2 separate regions of the Oryctolagus cuniculus genome follow, and region 1 is linked to region 2. The links are chromatin contacts, called in public Hi-C maps. All regions are on one chromosome and are shown on one strand. Each heading gives the region's core, a stretch centred on a gene start, on an enhancer-like site or on the middle of the called end of the contact. The rest is flanking DNA. Distances are from core to core; before and after follow the strand shown. Region 1 has its middle 66 kb from the start of TRNAF-GAA. Region 2 has its middle 250 kb from the start of TRNAF-GAA.

Evidence for each region. Hi-C and Micro-C count contacts between places; a contact is called where the count stands out from the background.
Region 1: a contact with region 2 is called in a Hi-C map of embryonic fibroblasts, with 4 times the contacts expected there. The contact joins two enhancer-like sites. A contact is called at or near these places in 2 of 6 Hi-C or Micro-C datasets (embryonic fibroblasts and skin fibroblasts).

What each region holds. Positions count from the first base shown.
Region 1 is chr8:40,627,925-40,630,624 of mOryCun1.1, reverse strand. No RefSeq gene overlaps it. Among named protein-coding and RNA genes, the nearest start is that of TRNAF-GAA, 66 kb to the left of the region's middle. Within about 2 kb of position 1,359, at least 1 of the 8 cell types and tissues checked has an H3K27ac peak or open chromatin away from gene starts, as enhancers often do.
Region 2 is chr8:40,442,679-40,445,378 of mOryCun1.1, reverse strand. No RefSeq gene overlaps it. Among named protein-coding and RNA genes, the nearest start is that of TRNAF-GAA, 250 kb to the left of the region's middle. Within about 2 kb of position 1,373, at least 1 of the 8 cell types and tissues checked has an H3K27ac peak or open chromatin away from gene starts, as enhancers often do.

The sequences.
Region 1 (2,700 bases), core at 110-2,609, 190 kb before region 2:
GGGTAGCAGCAGCAAATTGCAGCTTCCACTCAGTTGCACGACCATAAGGGTAACCAATTGCTACTCTGTTGTATGGTGTGTTGTAGTCAATGAATTACATGAGGTCTTCAGTATTTTATTATCAAATTGCTTTGTGTTGGTTGATCTTTCCCCACTCTAGGGGAATATGTGTTCTGAGCATGTTTAAGGTAGATTGAGCTAGGTTTAGGTTTAGTAAATTAAATGTATCAAGAGCAATTTTAACCGACAATATTTTCAATTATTATGAGTTTATCAGGTTGTAACCCCATCATGGGTGTGTGCGCGCTCTCTCTCCCCTCTCTCTCTCTCTCTCTCGCTGTGTGTCTGTGTGTGTGTAAAGAGGGATAGAAAAGAAGAACTGAAAAAAAATAACGTCTCATAAATAAGTCAATTGGGTTGGCTTTTGGTGCAGCAGTTAAAACATTGCTTGGAATGTCTGAATCCTGTCTCAGAGTGTCTGGGTTCAATATTCAGCTCTAGTGTCTGGTGCTGAGCAGGGTAGGCTAAGCTTCTGGCTGCAGCACTGGCATCCCACATGGACGTCGGTTCTTGTCCCTGTGGCTCCATTTCCAATCCAGCCCTTGGTGGCTAGTGATATTAAATATGTATACTGGCTCTTAGAAGTGAATTTCCTATGATATCATTTAGATCAAATATGCTCTCATCCCCAAGAAAAACAAGCCTTTCAAACATGAACATTTCCTGAATTATCCATCTATGTGCAAATAGGACATGGCTCCTACATGTATTACCATTACTTTTATAGATGTTTTTAAGCTCCTGAATTCTTTGCAAGTGCCAATTTCAACCCTCCCATTCTTCTTCAAAAGGGCATAGTTATAATTTAACTCAGTAAGGGTGTGAGATCTTTAATGCATTTTCCCAACATGGCTTACTGAACTTTAAGCCATTTTTATTCTGGTGCAAAATATAATCATTGAGCACCACACGTGCCCTGTACTGACTTTGAAATGAACTTCATATGAATTGTGTTGACTTTCCTGGAAATACGTTAGTGCAGAGATGCAACACGAGATTTCTTGTCAAACCACTTCTACAGGTGGATTTGAAACAAGTTGGGCACACTGACTCTGCTTCTCACTTGCTGAAATTCCTATCCCAAGTGCTTCCTTTGCTACTGCAAAGATGGAGGTGGAGGGTTCACAGATTTTATACCTGAGTCCAGGTTGCATAACTGGGCTGAAAAATATGGAGTAAGAGTGACCTTTAGTGGCCACTTGGAGTAATCACAAAGGGAAGTAATGTTATCTCCAGGGAATGAATGGACATTCTGCTTGCATGACTACTTAAAACAGAAATGTAATGAATTGGAATTGACTAACCATGAAACTTTTACTTGCCTTTGTATGTTACTCACATTCTAACACTCTGAGTCACTGTTCAGACAGCTGGAAAGGTGCAGTTTTAATTGGCAAATGGTAATCTAGTCACACCTCTTAATGTGACTTAGGAGCTTCAGTGCAAAAGTCTCCCACACAAATAGATTTGGAAATGTACCATTTAATTGAGGCAAAAACCCTTTGCACTCTATGGATTAATATAAGCCACCTGGTAATCTTTTGAACTTGAGAGCGAAGCAGTAGGGGAGGAGTCACTTTTTAGTATCACATCCGACCTGAGAAAAGGGAGACCCTCTCCCATTTAGAATGAAAGCCACTACTGATGGAAATTAACATGCGTAGAAGGTACATTTTTTTGTTGCTGTTGAGACACATCAGTGCCTAGTTCAGTAATTCCACCTTAAGATGTAGAGAACCTCTTCATAATGAAGGCATTTCACTCATTTTATAACGAAGGTATTATTTGCTTAAAGATTTCATTTTCTACAATCTATTGAAACCATGTGGCAGTGCTTATACCCCCATGAGAACTTTCAGCATTGTAAATAATCTGCACATTTGTATAAATGCTCTTCAAAACATTGTAAACTGATTTGTTATTCTAATTATTTAAGTTTTTTTTCTAGTGAAATCCATTATTGTATATGATGATAGATTTTCATATGAAGAGACATTAGTAATGCATTGCAACACATTCAAAGAGAATCAGAGTTTCTGAATTAGACTGGCCCATTCTCAAAATGCATGTCTTGGACAACACAAAGGATGGATGATAAAGCAATGCCATTAGGTGGAAAGGCCATCAGATTGAGCATAAGGAAACCCATACTACTTTTTAAATCTTAGTTGCGACTCTAGTTTTGTCAAATGAGGATATTAATTATAATAATTGATAATATAATTTACTTGAAATTATAAAATTATGCACATGTATATTATAAATTCCAGGTAATTATAATGTAAAAATCGAATACATCATTGACATTTATTGTAGATATGTCCTTTAAAATATATACACATAACATCATGTTGAGTGAAATAAGCCAGACACAGGAAGAGAAATACCACATGTTCTCTCTTATATGTGGGAGCCAACATTTAGAAAGAAACAAACAAACAAAGAATGAAGGAAGGAAGGCAGGCAGATAGACCTGTGTTATCAATATTGCTGCAAATACAATTTTGTGAAACTATATTTTATATGTTTATTTAATACCTTAACCAATTGTTAAGAGTGTTATATTATGATAGCTTTGATGATCTGTGGTTATGTTAAAATTTAATATATATGGATGAAATGGTCACTTTTCCATTCAAT
Region 2 (2,700 bases), core at 124-2,623:
CATCTTTTCTACCATTGGCAAAAACAGAGTTCTTCCTCTATATGACCTCCAGTGACTTGTACTTGCCGTGTGATTAATCACAGCAGGTGATTCACGTGTGTTTTTTAGCAAAGCCCTTTGTGTCAAAGACAGGGATGGCCCTGCATGAGAAAAGGATGGATACCCAAGAGTTCTGGTTGAGACAGGACGGAGTACACTGTGTGGACTTGGACTCTCCTGCCTATATGGAGGCCCCATGTTGCCCCTCTAATGCTCCCAGAACTTTGCAGGGCACAGCTTTAAGTCCACTGGAACAGATATTTCAATCGAATTCATAAAAATTCTGATGGGGAGTGGCATATATTTCTATGGTTCAGCATCTAAAGTTACACATTAAGAAACACTGGCAGCACTTTAATTTTTTTTTTACAAAAAAAATTGGTAAAATAAATGTTTTTTTCACTTTGGAAGCTTCAAAAAAGTATTTAAGTACCGTTTACCAGGAAAGCCAAACCATTACTCACCTTACCACTGCTTATGGATATAATCAAGATATTTCATTTTGTAATACTTAACCTTTTAAGGAGTTATATGTGCAAAAATCCAAATAATTCATTTGGTAAATGAGAAGAACAGAAAGTTCTGCTGAATGGTAATATGATCCAGAAATAGCATTAGCCTCTCCACAGACTGGTTTGGCTCATTCTTTTACCTTTGAGTGGAAACAGAAATGAAAGTCCTACAGTCATGGCTGAACCTTCAGTCAAAGTTAATATTTAAACTTATTATGGCTTCTTTGTCAATTTTATAAAATGCAAATATTTAGTAGAATAATATTTTATTTCTTGATGACCCTATTACTATAACTGCATCACATGTAATTAACTTTACTATGATTTATTTAATAATGTGAATGTACCTATAATGATAAATAATCATAAGATAATTCCCAGCAAGGTGCATGGCCACAGCCTCTCCCTAGCAGATGGTCACTTTCACAGTCCTTACTTATAACAACACTGCAAAGCATCAGAAGATTAGACTTGGAAAATAAATGGAATAACACAATATAGTTTACACAGTAGTAACCCTTGGCCATTAGGACTCTAGTTCATAAAAATAAAAATGGAGGATGACCCCGCCATCTAGTGGATACATAGAGAAATGAAAAAATACTGGCTTTTATTTTCTCCAATAGAGGTGAATTAAGCTTCACCAAAATGTTGCGTTTTTCTTGAGCAAATTAGCACTTGCTCTTTTCATTGCTTTTTTTGTCAGACACTGTGAGGACACATGAGATAAAAAAAAATGCATATGAAGTGGTTTGGAAGACAAGAGACTTAGAGATTGCAGCACGGAAGAGGGACAAATTGCATCCATGGAATATCACCAGCAACAGCCAGAGAGGAAGGAGGGAGGGATTGATTGATCTCTTTATTGAATCGGTTAAAAGGAGGGAGGGAGGAAAAAGGGCTGTTGTGCAAACTTTTAAAGCTTAAAACCAGAAATCCCCAGGGCTCCGGGAATTAATCTTGAGTCTAACATATGGAAAGTTTGGCAAAGAAAGAAAAATATCTTTTGGAAGAGAATTCACTGTCTGGGAAGAGGGAAAAGAGGAAAGATGAAGAACAGCTGCCGAGGGGCAGGGCCTGCAGCTGGCACGGAGCAGTGCTTGCTGATGGCCGTCTCCCTCCACGTCCTTAGAAGGGGCTCGCTGTGATGGTGGGAGAGACGCGGGACACAGAGGCAGAATCAGGGGATACCAACCAAGAACCTGGATTACTACTTCCCCTCATCCGGAGAAAAAGGAAACATTCTCAAAAGACCAGCACACTACGGATCAAAGTGAATTGAAGGTCACCCATCCTGCTGGAACATATCATGTAATATGCAAGCAGCATAGGCCTTAATTTAAAATGCTTGTGTAATATTGTGTCAAAGATGTTGGAAAACAAGAGATTACAAATGAAATTTGAGCTTTGGGTATGATTTGAAGCAGTTTTTTTTTTTTTTTTTCCTACTAGCTCCTCTTGAAAATGTTCCACTGTGTTTTTTTTTTCAAAGTAAGTTTATAAAATTTTATTTGTTATTTATTTGAGAGGCAGAGAAACATAGGGATGGAGAGAGAGACACACAGAGACAGTGAAAGATCTGCCATCAGCTGGTTCACACCCCGAATGCTTGCAAATGGCCAAGGAGCTGAGAGCTCAATCCAGGTCTCCTACACAGGTGTCAGGGATCCAATTACTTAAGCTCTCATATTTGCCTTCCAGGGTCTGCACCAGCAAGGAACTAAAATAAGGAGCTGGAGCCAAGGCATTCTGATGTGACATGCAAATTGTCCTAACGGGTATCTTAACCATGAAGCCAAATAGTCACCCCTCAGAGTATTTTTAGAAGGAAAAAATTATGAAGACATTGTCTAAACTGCTCAAAGTAGTAATGAAACCCATTTAAAAAATAATAATTGATTTTGTTCAGGATATCAAACTGTGTTTCTAGAGATCAGGTGTATTTGTAGCTTTTTCATAGAAGTGACGGGAATTCTGAGCCATTCATAGAGATGTAGATGAAGTTCAAGGTGTTTGGAAAGGGGTTCTGTCTTCAAGCAGCTCTGCATTTTACCAAGTTGTGGTTCTAGAAAAAAGGACTCGCAGATTTCAGATCTCTGCCTTAAGAAACTGCGCAGTCCTGGGCCTTTCGCATTGCTTCTCAGGATTG